Regions from separate parts of the Mus musculus genome. Here all the other regions are linked to region 2. Evidence: chromatin contacts called from public promoter capture Hi-C data. All regions are on one chromosome and are shown on one strand. The core of a region is the stretch at or near the end of the contact, and the rest is flanking DNA. Distances in the headings are between cores, read along the strand shown.

Region 1 (4,812 bases), core at 282-2,781, 2.4 Mb before region 2:
AAGCCCGCCAAAAAAAAAATCACTGAAAGAAACCACTAGAGGGCAGGTCACATGACTTCCGCCATCTTAGACACATTCAAGAGCATGTGCCACCTCTCCAGGCTAACTCAGACATGAAGCTGACATGTGACACACAAAGCCCTTTGCGTTATACCGCACCAAGAACTTGAGCCGCCATCTTTTCCTGTACGACCTAAATGTCCTATAATCCATTGCTACACACCAGAACAAAGATTGGGCTGTCGAGCCTCGGGTGGAGCCCCCGAGCCGCCATTTTATAGACTTCTGAGCAGCCCTTAAAGCCACGGGGGACCGCGCCAGGGGTCCATATGCACACACACCCTGCCCAATCCCCACACCCACGCTGAGCCCTATCCCCTAGTCCTCTGCGGCTTCCGCGCAACACCGCACACTAATACGAGCACTCCTTGGCTTTCTACTTCCGGCTAGCACAACCCCGCAAATGCTACCACAAATCAAGGCGAATCCCGCAACCCCGCACATATAAAGAAAGCCTTTAGCTAGCGCAGCGCAATTGGTTGCTTTTATCCAGTCCGCTGTGCTCCTCGGTGTCCTAATTCTTGGCGTAACTGGCTCGAGAATAGCCGTATCACGCAGAAGCCATAATGGCGGACGCGGGCTCTCCACGCCCTGAACACCCACTCAGTTTAAGAGCAAAGTCGTTTTTCTAAGCCATAGGTTCACTCACACAGCACCAAACGATCAGCAGCAACAGTACACGCAAATAAGAGGCATAGATATTCCAGGTAGTGCAATAACTCACAAAACCATATTTCCATCCACCAAGCGCCCCGTTGGGCCGTGAAAAAAAAAATTTAAAGCAGGTATCCACAGCCCCGATGGGCAAAAGAAAAAGAAAAAAAAATAATAACAGCAGGTATCCGAGGCCCCGTTGGGCATGGGAAAAAAAGACTAAACGCAGGTATCCGAGGTCCCGATGGACCGAGAAAGGTTTTTTTGTTTTTTTTTTTTTTTTTACAAAAAGCAGGTATCCATGGCCCCGATGGGCTAAGGAGAAGAAAAAAAGAATAAAAGCAGGTATCCACAGCCCAGATGGGCAAGTTTAGAAAAAAAAATAATAAGAAAAAAAAAGAATGAAAAGGCAGGTAAGTATCCAAAACCCCGTTGGGCATGGAATGGCGGGGAGGACACACAGGTATCCGTGGCCCCGATGGGCAAGAATATATAAACAATGAAAGAAAGGTAAGTCCACCATACACACACAAGTATCAACCAAAAGGCACAACAAAGAAATATTCCTTAAAAATGAAAAATTGACTGAAAATATTACAAATATCAAAAAGTATGGAGGACATGTCAAAAAAAAAATCTTACCAGAACATATCAAAACGTCAAAAATCTCGTGGAATTTTGATATGTTTTCTTAAATAAGCCATAAGGCTTGGTGGTAGGGGAACTAAAAATGTTCCCCCAAAGCTCCTTAGATGGAGAGAAACCACGGAAGAACCGCACATCCACGGGAAACGAGCAAACATGGCTGGAGCAAGCCGTTGCACGCCTTTAACTGATCCGCGGCGCTGAAGGCGGAGAGACCAGAAGAGGAGTGGCCACAAAGATTGCAATTCTGACATCTTATTGGACCTTTAGGTCTAACTATATTATAAAAAAATTAAAATGAATAAAGATGGAGGTACGTAAGCTCAGTGACATGACGCGTGAATTTCATTATTTTGCGCGATAATGAAGGATTATCCTATTTTACAGCTAAAAACGTTTATGTAGAACTTCCACATAAACATTAAATAATGTACATTAGGTCACACACCTGTCTATGCAAAATTTCAATATATCTTCTACTTGGACAAACCATGTATCGCTCCGCGTCTTGGACACTAGAAGTTCTTCTGCATTAGTTGGCGACCTCAGATGAGGAGAGGAAAGGGTAGAAATGCCTCACAAAATGGCTCCTTGGTTCCTAAATTATCAGAGTATTAGTTGTGACCGATTTGGTGGGCTTACGCTCATAGTTTTGGGTCATTGGCATCTTAGTCTTTCTCTGGGAACCTGGTGACTCCATACCTTGGGACAAAAACGCACTGAAGTACGTTACTCGCTAGCAGTAATGAAAAATAATTCCTAAATGCCAAAGCAAAGCCTGAGGGAATAATAGCTCATTGGTATCTTACTCGCCCCAGAGACACTGCTAACTTAAAAGAACTGTCAAATTTTGTTAACTGTCAAACTATGAATATCCACATGAAAGAGATCAGACACCCTGGGTATTAGAAAATCAAAGGATATTGTTGTCTCGTTGATTCACGCTGACAAATAATTCACAGTCTGTTCTAAGTTCCCTTTAGGCGTCCCATGAATAATAAAGGACACAAAATTGGTTTGCTTATGGACGATCAAAGTGCCAGCAATTCACTAATCTTACTATTGAGGTGGTTCAGGTAGGGATGGAAAAATATCTGCTACAAAATAAACTGTTTCAACAAAAGAAAAACAAATTAACAAGTAAATAAATGATGCACACAGACTGAATAAACCAGCAGGTGGCAGCATGAATCTTTCCAAGGCATCTGAAGCCAAACTTGGAGTGCAAAAGGATTCCTATCTGAATTGAGAAGTAAAGGTTACTTTGTCTAACTTTAGTTGACAGAGCGATCAGGATCAGAGTAACAAGCACACCAAAAGCATCACCAGTGAGAAGTCACATAGGACATATTAGGGAAAAAAGACCCAAGGAAGGGCTCTTCACAGCTAAGAGCACCTGGCTCCACGATGGATATGGCTTTGTATAAACGAGAACTTCTAAATGAGCTGTACAAAGAGAATTTAGAACTTGCGAGGTACTGGTCACAGATTATGCAAGCCAGTGTATCATTTTTGTGGGGATGCTAGAGAGAATCATCAAATTAAAGAGTTAAATTTAGTCTCTGTGTTTTACTTAGTCCCAATTCTTGCAAACCTCATCATTCTTTCTCACACCGTGTACATCAAGGTATGTCAGGTTTCGGGGACACTTTTTAGTCTTATCACAAGAAAGCATGAAGGGATATGTGCTAAAACTCAGTTCCTGGGCTGGAGAGATAGCTCAGTGGTTAGGAGTGCTGACTGCTCTTCCAGAGGGCCTGAGTTCAATTCTCAACAACTTCGTAGTGGCTCACAGTCATCTGTAGTGGGATCCGATATCTAACCTCTTCTGATGTATCTGAACAGTGACCGACAGTGTACTCACATTAAATAAATATTTTTCTAAAAAACACCTCCATTCCTGTACACTTAACTAGGTAATTTATTGCATATTCTTTGTTTGTTTGTTTGTTTTGTTTTTCAAGGCAGGTTTTCTCTGTATAGCCCCAGATGTCCTGGAACTCACTCTGTAGACCAGGCTGGCCTCGAAGTTAGAAATCCACCTGCCTCCACCTCCCAAGTGCTGGGATTAAAGGTGTGTGCCACCACTGCCTGCCTCATTGCATATTCTTAACATTAAGATTAAAAATGCACCTGGGGTAAAATAGTAATCTTGAGGAATTCTCCATGCAAATTCAAAGAGGAGAAGAAGGAAGAACAAGATGATGATGATAATGGGTCAAGAAACAAGGACCCACTACAAAGCAGCAAGAAACAGAAATGGGAGTTAAGAAATGGTCTTCCAATGTGCAGAGAGTAAGAGACTTTAGAACACTTGGTCCTAGATGAGATGTCTTCATCAAGCCCTTTCTTTCAATGCTCAGGCATCTATGAAGATAAGGAGTCAGAAAGACTGCAGTAAATGACTCCAAGAAAACACCATCCAGACAAAACAGCGCAGTTTTCGTTTTGTTTTTAAGAAAATGAATATGGATTTGGATGAGTGGGGAAGAGTTGGAGGAAGGAAAAATGATCAAAATAAATCATGAAAAATGGTTTGTTTTTTTAAAGGAAGGGATGTTCAATGACACTACTGGCTCTGTGAACAGAGAGAAAGTTGGAGCCACAACTATAGGTAGATCAGGCATCCAGTCTCTCCAGGAAATCTATATTTTTTTCAATTCTAACGTATATTGGGAGAGGGGTTGATCTGGTATAAAATGGTTGAAGAAACACTCCCAAGTTCATGAATCAACATAATATTGTCTAAGTTGCATCAAAAACCCATCTATGGATTTAGCGCTATACTCAGCAAAATTCTAATGACATTCACATAAATAGTTTTTAAAAATAGGTGACATGGTAAGTAGCTTATGCCTGTGAATCCCAGCCCTTGGGAGTTACAAGGATGATCAGAAATAGCCACATAGAGAATTGGAGACCAGATTGAGCTACATGACAAAGCTTCAAATGAATGAACAGGTTGCACCACAGCGTCAACATGCTACTGCTCATAGGTAGGCTTGTAAATTAGTGGGATAGAATAGAGGACCTGGAGACAGCCATCCACTACTCAACAAAGGTACAAACACCACATGTAAGAGACATACAGTCACTTGGCCAAGTGATCCTTAGCATAGTGGTACTATCTCACCCTATACAGAAATCAATCTACCAAAGATCATGTAAGAACAATGACTCCTACAGCCTCAGACATTTTATCACTAAGCCATCAGGAGCGGGGAGGAGGTGGCACTACTTTAGAAGAATTAGGAAGGACATAAGTCACTAGGGAGTGGGCTTTGAGGTTTCAGAAGCCCAAGCCAGGGCCGGTGGTTGGCTTTCTTCCTACTACCTGTGGAACCAGATGTCAAACTCCAGTACTATGTCTTCTTGAATGCTGACATGCTCCCTACCATGAAGACAATAGACTTTAACCCTAGAAAATATTAGAAAGCCCCTTTACAATGCTAT
Region 2 (5,007 bases), core at 943-3,442:
ATGTATTTTTCCTTTTGCAACAGCCATCCGATGTTGAGCAGGCTGGTCTTGAACTTCCTCAGCCTCCTGATAGGTAGAGGATACAGGCAACACCTGTTTTCTGTTTGGAGATTTTTAGCTTTGAGTCAGGCTGGTTTCAAATCCTTCAGTATCCAGCTTCACCATCCACAAAGAAGCAACTATGGTTTTAAATACAGACAACTAAGACATGAAGTAAAACCTAGAAGTCATACTGAACTGTAAGTAAATGAGCATGAATGCCTGGTATTAACCAGCCAATACTGCTCAATATTCCATTTAAAAAAAAAAAGATTTGTTTTACTTGGGTCAGTTAACACAAATTCATAAAGGAAGACAATGATCTTTACACAACTAAGTGCCTGTATTTTAAGAACTGAAGTATAAGCCGGGCGTGGTGGCGCACGCCTTTAATCCCAGCACTTGGGAGGCAGAGGCAGGCGGATTTCTTAATTCGAGGCCAGCCTGGTCTACAGAGTGAGTTCCAGGACAGCCAGGGCTACACAGAGAAACCCTGTCTCGAAAAACAAACAAACAAACAAACAAACAGAACTGAAGTATATTTTCCCTAAGTAAAGAGAGCATCGATGCACTGTTTGCTAAGGTAGAAAATAATCGGATAGGCTCGTTCTCAAATTCTACAATCTAAAGTGCTCAAAGCCATGATGTCCTAGTCACCCAACGGCACATTTTGCCAATTACAGATGCAATTATGATCCACGCTACCTATAATTTCGTTTTGCCACTATTCACCAAGCTTGCATCTCATTCGAGAAGAAAAATCACCGAATTCAATCTTGGGATAAAAGGTCAAATATCAAACTGCCTAAAAAAGCAAGGTATCTGCATAAAAGCGGAATCCATTTCAGATTAACTACTCCAAACAATCAAAAAGCAAATCAGAAACGCGTGGAAAAACAGCCTGAATCGTAAACGTATTTGATCGCTAACATCGGGCCTGGGCTCTCTTCTACCTTTGCAATAAATCTTCTGGTGAATCCCCGTTAACCCGCTCCACATGCCTCGTGGAACAAATAAATAAAAGCACGATCTAACTACTTCACGGAACGTGTCCCAAACCGCAGGGGGTAACAACAACCGATGTCCCGTCAAAAACCGGACTTCTCCTGCAAAGTCGTCGGCCGCTGTTCTCAGAAAGCAAAAGCCCGCATTGGGCTGCCCGCTCTCCGTCTCAGCCGCCCAGGGGTCCCCAAGATAACCCTCCAGGATCTGGAGTCGGGGGGCGAAAAGGCACCTTCTAGAGGTACCTTCCGGGCCCGGCCCTCCTACCTCCAATGCTCGGCTCTCCTCTCGGAGCCGCGGAGAGCTGGAGGACTTCCAGTGGAGGCGACCATTGGGGTTCGCTAGTTCCAGGATCTCACTTCCTCCCGCCGCCCCTCCCCCTCCCCATCCTCCGCCCCTCCCCCTCCCCCATCCACCTTCTCCCCCCCCCTCCCCCCTCCTTCCCCACGCAGTCGCTAGGCCCCGAGATTCGAAAGACTGACCGCAAGCGTTCGGTGGCCCGCGACACCCCCCGCCCCCAGGCCTCGACGCCGCGGGCACGGAGGCGTGAGCCGAGCAGGGGCTCCCGGCTCCGCAGCGGCGGGAGGCGGGAAAGGCAACGCGCGCGCCGCATGCCGCCCCCGACCGACACACACACAGACAGACAGACAGACACACACATACACACATAGACACACACACACACACACCCCAAGCCCCAGCTGGGGCTTCCCACCGCGCTCCCCCAGCCCCGCTCACCTAGAGGGAAAACGATGCCGCTGACCGCGAAGCCGCGCGCGGGCCTAGGGCACCTAGCGCACGTCTTTGCAAACACCCCACTCGAGTGGAAGGCGCCCGGGAGCAGAACGCCGGGGCCCGTGACAAGGGCTTGCGTTTTACCTCATGGGCTCAGCGGTCATGTTTTTGGCTCGGACGGCCGCTTGGCTTGGCAACCCCTTGGGTACCGTTCTGCGCTCCTCGGCGCCAGTGGCTGAACGAAAAGTACTGGGATCTTAGTAGTCACCGCAGATAGTGCTGGATCGTCCTCCCAGCTCAGAGTCCGCTACCGCTGCTGCTGCTGCTGCTGCTGCTGCTGCAAGAGCCACGGAAACAAAGCAAGGCCTATGCCGACGCCATTTTGTTGGGCCGAGGCTTGGGCAGGAGAATTGGCGCGTCCTCCCTCTTCCTCTTTCCGTCATCTATTGGCTACCTCTGCCAGAGCTCAGTGTCTTATTGGCTACGGAAATTCACCTTCTTTGGGAGCCTGTTGCTAAGGCGGTCGACGTCATTTGATCCCCTCCACCTCTTCTTAGTGGGGTCCAGTTCAGTTACTGCTGACCTCAAAGTGTCAGGGATGTATCTTGACATTATCCTGAAAATGCGCTCTTGGTCCAACCTCTCTACTTCCACATAATTGGTGAAACAATGACACCCCATTTACGTTTATTGAGAATTTACTATATGTCGACCACTACACAGATCCTTTATCTTAATCTCATGCTTGAACCATCCAAAGTAGGCAGACCTAACATTTTAATGGGTGAGGATACCAATGCACAAGTTCCACATTCAGCCAAACATCCATCCTTGCGGGGAGGGTGGACATACATTCTTATGCTGTTTTAAACCCAAGGCTTTGTGCATGTTAGGCAAATACTCTATCATTGAGCTATGTCCTAACCCCTCCCCCACATGCACACTCTTAATCATTAATCTCCATAGCCACCCAAAATATAAATATTTTCTTTCCTATTTTATAATATTCTTAATTTTTCTTCTATATATTTCATTATAATATTCAGCTTGCCAACGCTTACACGTGTGAATTTTTACCTTTTGTGGAAAGAGAATGAGAAAAATTCTAGCTATACAGTCCTGACTAGGCTGCAACTCAACATGTATATGAGGCTGGCCTCAAACTTGGACTGTCCTTGCAGCCTCCCAAAGTGCTTAGAAGACAGGTGTACCCCATCATACTTAAGGATACTTACAGGTATTTATATATATATGATCAACTGGACATTGACATCTAATTCTTTTGATATTGAACAATCTTGAAATTGTCACACACAGGTCAGCCATTAGTTCAATCTGATATGATTGGGGGTATATCTCACTTACCAACTGATCCAAATCGTTTCCCCCTCATTTCATTTTTCATTCATAATCTCTGCAAATCACAAATAAGTTTTCTAAATTTGAAGTTTCCAACTTTGTGCCCACATTTATTCTGGAACACATGTTCATTCCCTTTATTTTGTTCATTCTGTTTATTTTTCCTGAAATATGCAACAGTTTTGGTCATGCTTAGATGTCAGGGTTGCAGTTTTGGACTAGAATGACAAGAGAAGAGTCTCTTTTCAAACAATGCATTCCAACAATCAGACTAGGTTTTTGTTTGTTTGTTTGTTTGTTTGTTTCCGAGACAGAGTTTCTCTGTGCAGCCCTGGCTCTCCTGGAACTTGCTCTGTAGATCAGGCTGGCTTTCAGCTCAGAAATCCAACTGCCTTTGCCACCTGAGAACTTAGACTAAAGGCATATGCCATCACACCTGGCTAACTAACATATAAAGATTTGGTTTTTAAATGTTGTATGTATGTTTGAGAGAGCCTGGATGTATATATGTACACAAGTCCTCACACTGCAGAAGAGAATGTTGGACCCCTGGCACTGGAGTTACAAGCAGGTATGACCTACCCAATGTAGGTGCTGGGAACAGCAAGTGCCCATAATCACTAAGCAGTCTCTTCAGCCTCTAATATACATTTTTTTATGTCTTTTCACAGTACTTCTATTGATTATTTGGAATTTGACATTGTGAAACCCCATCGCACTCACTTCCTAGTCCTCTCAAGTCTGCCCTCCCTGGAAGAAGGAAGGGAGGAGGAGGAGGAGGAAAAGAAGGAGGAAGAGGAGGAGGAGGAGAAGGAGGAGAAGAAGAAGAAACAGAAGGAGGAGGAGAAGGAGAAGGAGGAGGAGAAAGAGGAGGAGAAAGAGGAGGAGGAGAAGAAAACAAGACCAATTTGTGTTATCCATAGCCTGGTCAAACTCCCAGTGGCCAGCCCTTTAAAGAAAACTGAGCCTGTCCCCCAGATGCCATCTCCCACACCCAGAAGCCATCAAGTATGGAGAGCTATATACGTCAACATCATCACAATTTTAAAGAGTTCTCTTGGATAGCATACATTTTTGATGAACAGAAACTTGCAACATTTCAAATAATTTTTAAATGTTCAAGATCCACTACCAACTGTGGAAATCAATCTTCTGTTGTTCAATAATGTTCTTCTTTTGTGTTTAATATATTAAATATTACTTAAACACAATTTACAGAAGCCATGTTCTTCCTCCTTGAGAAATGAAGTTAACCTGAAAGATCTATTTCATCACAACAAATATCCTTGCTATCTAACAGACACAACTATGGAAAAAATAGTAATTCATCTATTATTTTAATCTGAATGAATTTTGTTTGTTTGTTTTGTTTTTGGGACAAGGTTTTGTGTAGCCCAGACTGGCCTCAAACTCACTATGTAGCTGGAAGTTTAGTTTTAATTGCCACCACTTTGACACAATGACCTGGGAGAAGGACCTCTAAGGATGACTGTAGGGAATTATCTTGATTGTATTAACTGAGGTAGGGAGACCTTCCCACTGTGGTTAACACATTTCCCAAGGCTGTGGACTCTCAACTGCGTAAGAATGAAAAAATGGAGCTGAGCATTAAGCATGCAAGTATGAGTTCATTTCTCTCTACGCCTGACTGTAGATGTGATGTAACCAGTTGTTTCCAGTTCCTGCCACCTTGTGTAACTGTATAACCTGGAACTGTGAGACAATTAAACCCTTCTTCCTTAAGTTGTTTTTGTCAGAACATTTTATCACAGCATGAAAAGGATGGTCTTGAACTCCTGGCTGAGACTCTGAGCACTGGGATTACTGGCATTTGCCTCCATTCTGTATTGTTAGGGGTCTTTGTTTGTCTGT
Region 3 (4,944 bases), core at 1,023-3,522, 2.9 Mb after region 2:
ACTTTCAATTATTTTCTTTTTATTTAGTCTGCCTTAGTCTACTACTCTTCCAACTTTGTGTCCACTTTGTATGCTTTTCCTCATTTGGATCTTATTTGGAGGAAAGAGAGTTCAATTTAGGTTTTATTATCACTCCTTTCATCATACAACTCTGTAGCTAAGAGTAGAATCTCTTTCCCCACATATAAAAGATCATCTTTTTGTCTCAGTGCAGAGCAGAAAGTGCACTTACATTGCAAATTATATTTATGGAAAAAACAAGAGTCAATTCAAGACTTAACTAAAGTATATTCTCTTTTTTAAAAATGTCCATTGTCTCCTAATCCCAAAATCCTGTTCACCTATTCCCAAAAAGGTCATAATACATATTTCTTCTTTAGTGAAAACATATTTGCACAAATGCAGTTTACTGATGAATTAATTAGCTATTTTTTAAGATTAGAAATATATAACAATGTTTTTATTCAGTAACCCATTATCTAAAGATGAACAATCTTGGAATTCACTCAGTAGTCCTCAGTATTTTTATTTATGTAGTTTTTCTCACTTATGAGTCAGTTCCCCTTCTGAATTCCTTCTCCCCTCCACTCTAAAAAGAAAAAAAAAGAAAGAAAGAAAAAGGAGAAAGAGAGAGAGAGAGAGAGAGAGAGAGAGAGAGAGAGAGAGAGAGAGCTAGAAAAAAAAAAAAACACCCAAGCCTGGCCTCAGTTCCCGTATTTCAAGCCAGGACCAACCAGAAACCAGTTTTCTTCCACTAATCCGGAACTCCGGGCTGTTACCAACGCTGTCATTGGCCAGCGTCAGTCCTTGGTACGTGCCCCAAGATAACCCCCTGGTTTCTGTCCCTTATCCCCCTACAATGGGCCTTCTCCGCTGTTTGTAACACAGTCCTAAAGCACAACACAGCACCTCTGAAAACCAACTCACATTCTTCAAAGTTTTGGGGTGAAAATAAGCAAGGCTAGAGCAGGGCAAGGTACCCTTTCCGACACGCTGGGAGGGGGAAGGGGCAGTCCTTCGAACACCGAACAGCAGGCTCGGGGAGCTCTAAGGGCTGAAGGGCCAGGGGCGGTTGGGGGCACAAGGTGGGGAGGGAGTGGAAAAAGAGTTGGGCTAAGTTGAAACGAAAAGTTTACTAACCAGATCCTCGAAGCTTCTTCGGTGCTCTTTCCCTTCCCAGTCTAAGCGGCGCGGAATCAGCTGGGGGCCGGAGGAAAAGAAAAGGGGGGGGGGTGAAGGAAAAGCCTCTGCTCCCCAGCAGCAGCACCCAGCCTGGAGCCTAATCCTAGACCCTTTAACATTTTCATTTCTCCAGTCCCGACAGCTACTGCCGCTGTGCCGGGGGTTGGGGGTGGGGGGGGGCAGGCCAAAGGGAAGGAAATCCTGAAAAAACACCTCCCGCAGGAATAAAAGGCAGCGAGTTTAGACCCCTGCGTTGTCCGCCCCTTCTAAGCAAAGAACCCGATTTACCCCAAGTGACAACAGCCCCAAGTGTCCAGCTCGAAGGCTCCCTCCGGGCCCCTGCCCTCGGCCCCTGACCTACCTTACCCTTCCTCCAGGTTCTCCCCAGCCCTCCCCACCTCTTCCCAAAAGGGGTCCATACCTGATGCTCTTCGAGCTCTTGCACTAGCACCTGGGGAAGAGGGACACAGGGATGTGAAAGCAGATTGGGGCGCCAACCCATTCCTCCCTCCCCACTTCCAACACAGCCGCTGACTGTAGGAGTAATCGCGGCCGGCCTTTCCCTCACCCTCCAACTGCACTGCTCACCCAGTGCCTCAATTTCCCCAATGGGACCATTCCCCAACACTCCCAGATATCCTTTCCCTCTCACCTGAGCGGATTTGTTACAGGGTCCGGACTGCAAGAACCTTGCGATCAGGTAATACAGCTCTAAAGAAGGGGTTGGGGGTGGGGGGAGACGTTGAGAGAGAGGCAAGGAAAAGAGATACAAGCTTTTTAAAAAAAATCTGACAGCAGTCGCGCAAAGCCCCCATCCCTTTTGCCCCCGGCTCAGCTACCCACCGGCTTCGATCTGGGTAGGTGCCGCCGCCATCCTTTTCCCGAGGGGGTTTGGGGGCTTCGCTCAGGAGGGCTGGCGGGGGCGGGTGGGGGCGCTGCCTCTATTGTGGTGAAGCCCCCATGCTTGGGAGTCCCGCCGCTTCCGCCGCACTCTTCGTCCCAGTTTCGGTCTCTCTCGGATTCATCGCATCACGTTTCGACCCATAGATATTCTAGCCCAAGAGCTGAGGAGGCGGAGGAGGAAGGAGAGCAAGAGAGAAGGAGAGGGAGGAGCTGAAGTCGCCGAGGGGTGGGCGGGGGGAGAGGGGTGGGCGGGGGGAAAGGGGTGGAGCCATAGAAAGAAGGAGGGGGGAAAAGGGAAGGGAGCCGCTTGCAAAGCTCCAGGCTGGCCGCCAGAGGCACTAAGGCGGCCGCCTAGTTCCAGCAGCTAAGCCGGCCTGGGGTTGCCTAGTTACTGCCCAGAGAACAAGGAAGAGGTTCTAAATGCAGGCAGACGCTCTGGCAATCTTCGTCAAACTCTGTGGTGGCGTTGGCGTCCTAGAGCTCCGGAGTTGCTTACCCTTCCTGTAAGGGCAATCGGACCCTTTCCGGTGAGGGAACCTCTCTCCAGACATGATCAAGAGAAACTGGCGAGGGACTGACATGATCTAGCTTACCTTGGGTCACCGAACGGATTTGGTTTGTTTGTTCTTTCTCTACCCCAAGAAAAAGTCGCTAGCTACTGCAAGGTTTTGTTTTCAAACAAGGAACAGCATGCCAAAAGAAAGTGCTGCGCCTACCTGATGAGCAAGGGAATAATATTCTTCTAGAAAACTTCTTGTAGTAGTATCAAGTCTCCCCTTGATTCTGATAAACATTGCGCGCGAAGTTTACACTTTAAGGAGGAGGCCGTTTCCCCCTTCTGAAAAGGTCAACAAGCTCTTTCTTCTCAATTCCTGTAGGATAAGTTGGAACGCTGTTTTGAAATTCTGCCAAAACGTTTTTAAAGTTCTTAACTATTCATTGAAATTTGGATAGAAATGATAGTTTGGTTTGGTTTGTCTTTGAAGTGATATTCTCTGACTTGCTGTCACTATGTATCTATCCAAGGCTCCCCTGGAATTCCATGTCAATCTTCCTGCCTCAGCTTCCCTAGTGCTCATGTGGCAGGCATGTGTCGCCACTCCGGTTGACAAAAAGTCTTTTTTCCACTACCTTGAGACTACAATTGTTTTCATGTATAACTTTAACTCTTAGCACAGCGCTGATTTGATCAAAGGATTTGTATAATAATTGACAGTTTGAGGAAACTGGTTCACTTCCCCAATTTCTCTTAGCATCCCGTTCTCAGGATGTTACTTTGAACAGAATTCATAGAAACAAAACATGATGGGAAAACAAGTACTATTTGAATTGTGTACATTATTTGCTTTGAAATACTCAAATTTGAAGGTTCACATTAATGTATGGCTATAGTGGGAGTTTGGTTTTCAGACTCAGGGAGCTCGGTGATTAAACCACATTGGGCATAGAATTAAATTTAATTCAATTCATAAACTTAACATATCCTTAGCAATTCATTCTGCCAATTTCTTTTATTGAGTAATTAATAACAACATAAGAGTAAAATGCTATGGTTATCTTTGGTATAATCAGTATCTGAAAGAAGTAGATAAAAGAAATATAAAACCTCAGGACAAAATTGTGAGGTGCTTACTGAAATAGTAATTTTTATAGTTCAAGATAATATAATTAACAGCTAACCTTTACCAAGTCATTACTACATATTTTGCCTGCTGTAACTCATTTAATCCTTAACAGTGACCTAGGAGACAGTTTATATTTTTCTCTACCATACTAATATTAAAAATTACTACTAGCCAGGTGTGGTGGCACACGCCTTTAATCCCAGCACTAGGGAGGCAGAGGCAGGCAGATTTCTGAGTTCAAGGCCAGCCTGGTCTACAGAGTGAGTTCCAGGACAGCCAGAGCTACACAGAGAAACCCTGTCTCTAAAAAACAAAAACTAAAACAAAACAAAACAAAAAAACCACCTGCTATATGACTTCAAAGCACTTACATGCTATTGTTTTTCTTATATGTAAATGATAATAAATAATATTCACTGTGTTTGCTAACACACATTTTTTGTAGAACTCATGTGAGAATATATCTCTGTTGTATTCAAAAGGCATGTGACATAATTATCCCAGCGATCACTAAAACTGTAAATTTGGATGCAATTAAGAGAGAAAACTCCACACATTTATGGAAATTTAAGGTAAGAAATTACTTGTACAGAATTAATTTTATTTGTATTTATTCATTTATTGTGTATGTGCAGGGGCAGAGTCACCTGGCCTCCAGGTAAATAATTATGTTAACTGGAATTTGAAATGATAAGGGATTAGGAGTAAAGAAAATGCAGATTAACCTCCTGTGGTCTGATCTACCTATAATCCCAACACTAGGGTGGCTGAGGCAGAAGTGTCTTTAGTTCAAAACTAAACTGGGATACATAGCTAATTCAAAGCTGGCCTGAGAGATAAGGGGAACTGGAAAGAGCACGACATTAGTTTCAGGCGCACAATACCCAATGATTCTAGAATCCTCTACTGACAAAGCAAACTGACACAAGGAAAAATACTTAAAGCCCAAATCCATTTCCACAAAACCAGTCACTAAGGGTAAATTTTGGAGATGATAATTAAGGAAGTGATGAACTAGCAGGAATTTTCTGTACTAAGTTTGTAAGAAGAAAGTTTTTTAAATGTCTGTGTTCCCACAAAAAAATATTCATTCTTTAGAACTAATGCTAACGAATCAAACACTTTGAAGTAATTTAGAAGACAGAATCACCAGTCTGAATCTCTGCCTGACCACATTTGTATCCCCCCCCCCGCGCCCCCACCCCGTGTGTGTGTGTGTGTGTGTGTGTGTGTG

What was found. Promoter capture Hi-C pulls out the DNA fragments that hold promoters and counts their contacts. Capture Hi-C pulls out chosen DNA fragments and counts their contacts.
Region 1: a promoter capture Hi-C map of liver shows a contact between it and region 2, with 3 times the contacts expected there. The contact joins the promoter of Xist here to the promoter of Atrx in region 2. A contact is called at or near these places in 2 of 39 promoter capture datasets (hippocampal neurons and pre-B cells) and 2 of 9 other capture datasets (adipose tissue and liver).
Region 3: a promoter capture Hi-C map of pre-B cells shows a contact between it and region 2, with 7 times the contacts expected there. The contact joins the promoter of Brwd3 here to the promoter of Atrx in region 2. A contact is called at or near these places in 2 of 39 promoter capture datasets (erythroid cells and pre-B cells) and 2 of 9 other capture datasets (adipose tissue and liver).

The regions. Positions count from the first base shown.
Region 1 is chrX:103,481,702-103,486,513 of GRCm38.p6, forward strand. Xist (inactive X specific transcripts) reads right to left here and starts at 1,532. Exons shown (of 8, transcript NR_001570.2): 1 at 1-1,532. It also overlaps Tsix and the pseudogene Gm14861.
Region 2 is chrX:105,927,180-105,932,186 of GRCm38.p6, forward strand. Atrx (ATRX, chromatin remodeler) reads right to left here and starts at 2,193. Exons shown (of 35, transcript NM_009530.2): 1 at 1,921-2,193. The coding sequence starts at 1,940.
Region 3 is chrX:108,832,074-108,837,017 of GRCm38.p6, forward strand. Brwd3 (bromodomain and WD repeat domain containing 3) reads right to left here and starts at 2,273. Exons shown (of 41, transcript NM_001081477.2): 1 at 2,026-2,273; 2 at 1,835-1,893; 3 at 1,604-1,633; 4 at 1,141-1,200. The coding sequence starts at 2,056. It overlaps 2810403D21Rik (RIKEN cDNA 2810403D21 gene), which reads left to right and starts at 2,405. Exons shown (of 5, transcript NR_015493.2): 1 at 2,405-2,612; 2 at 4,193-4,282.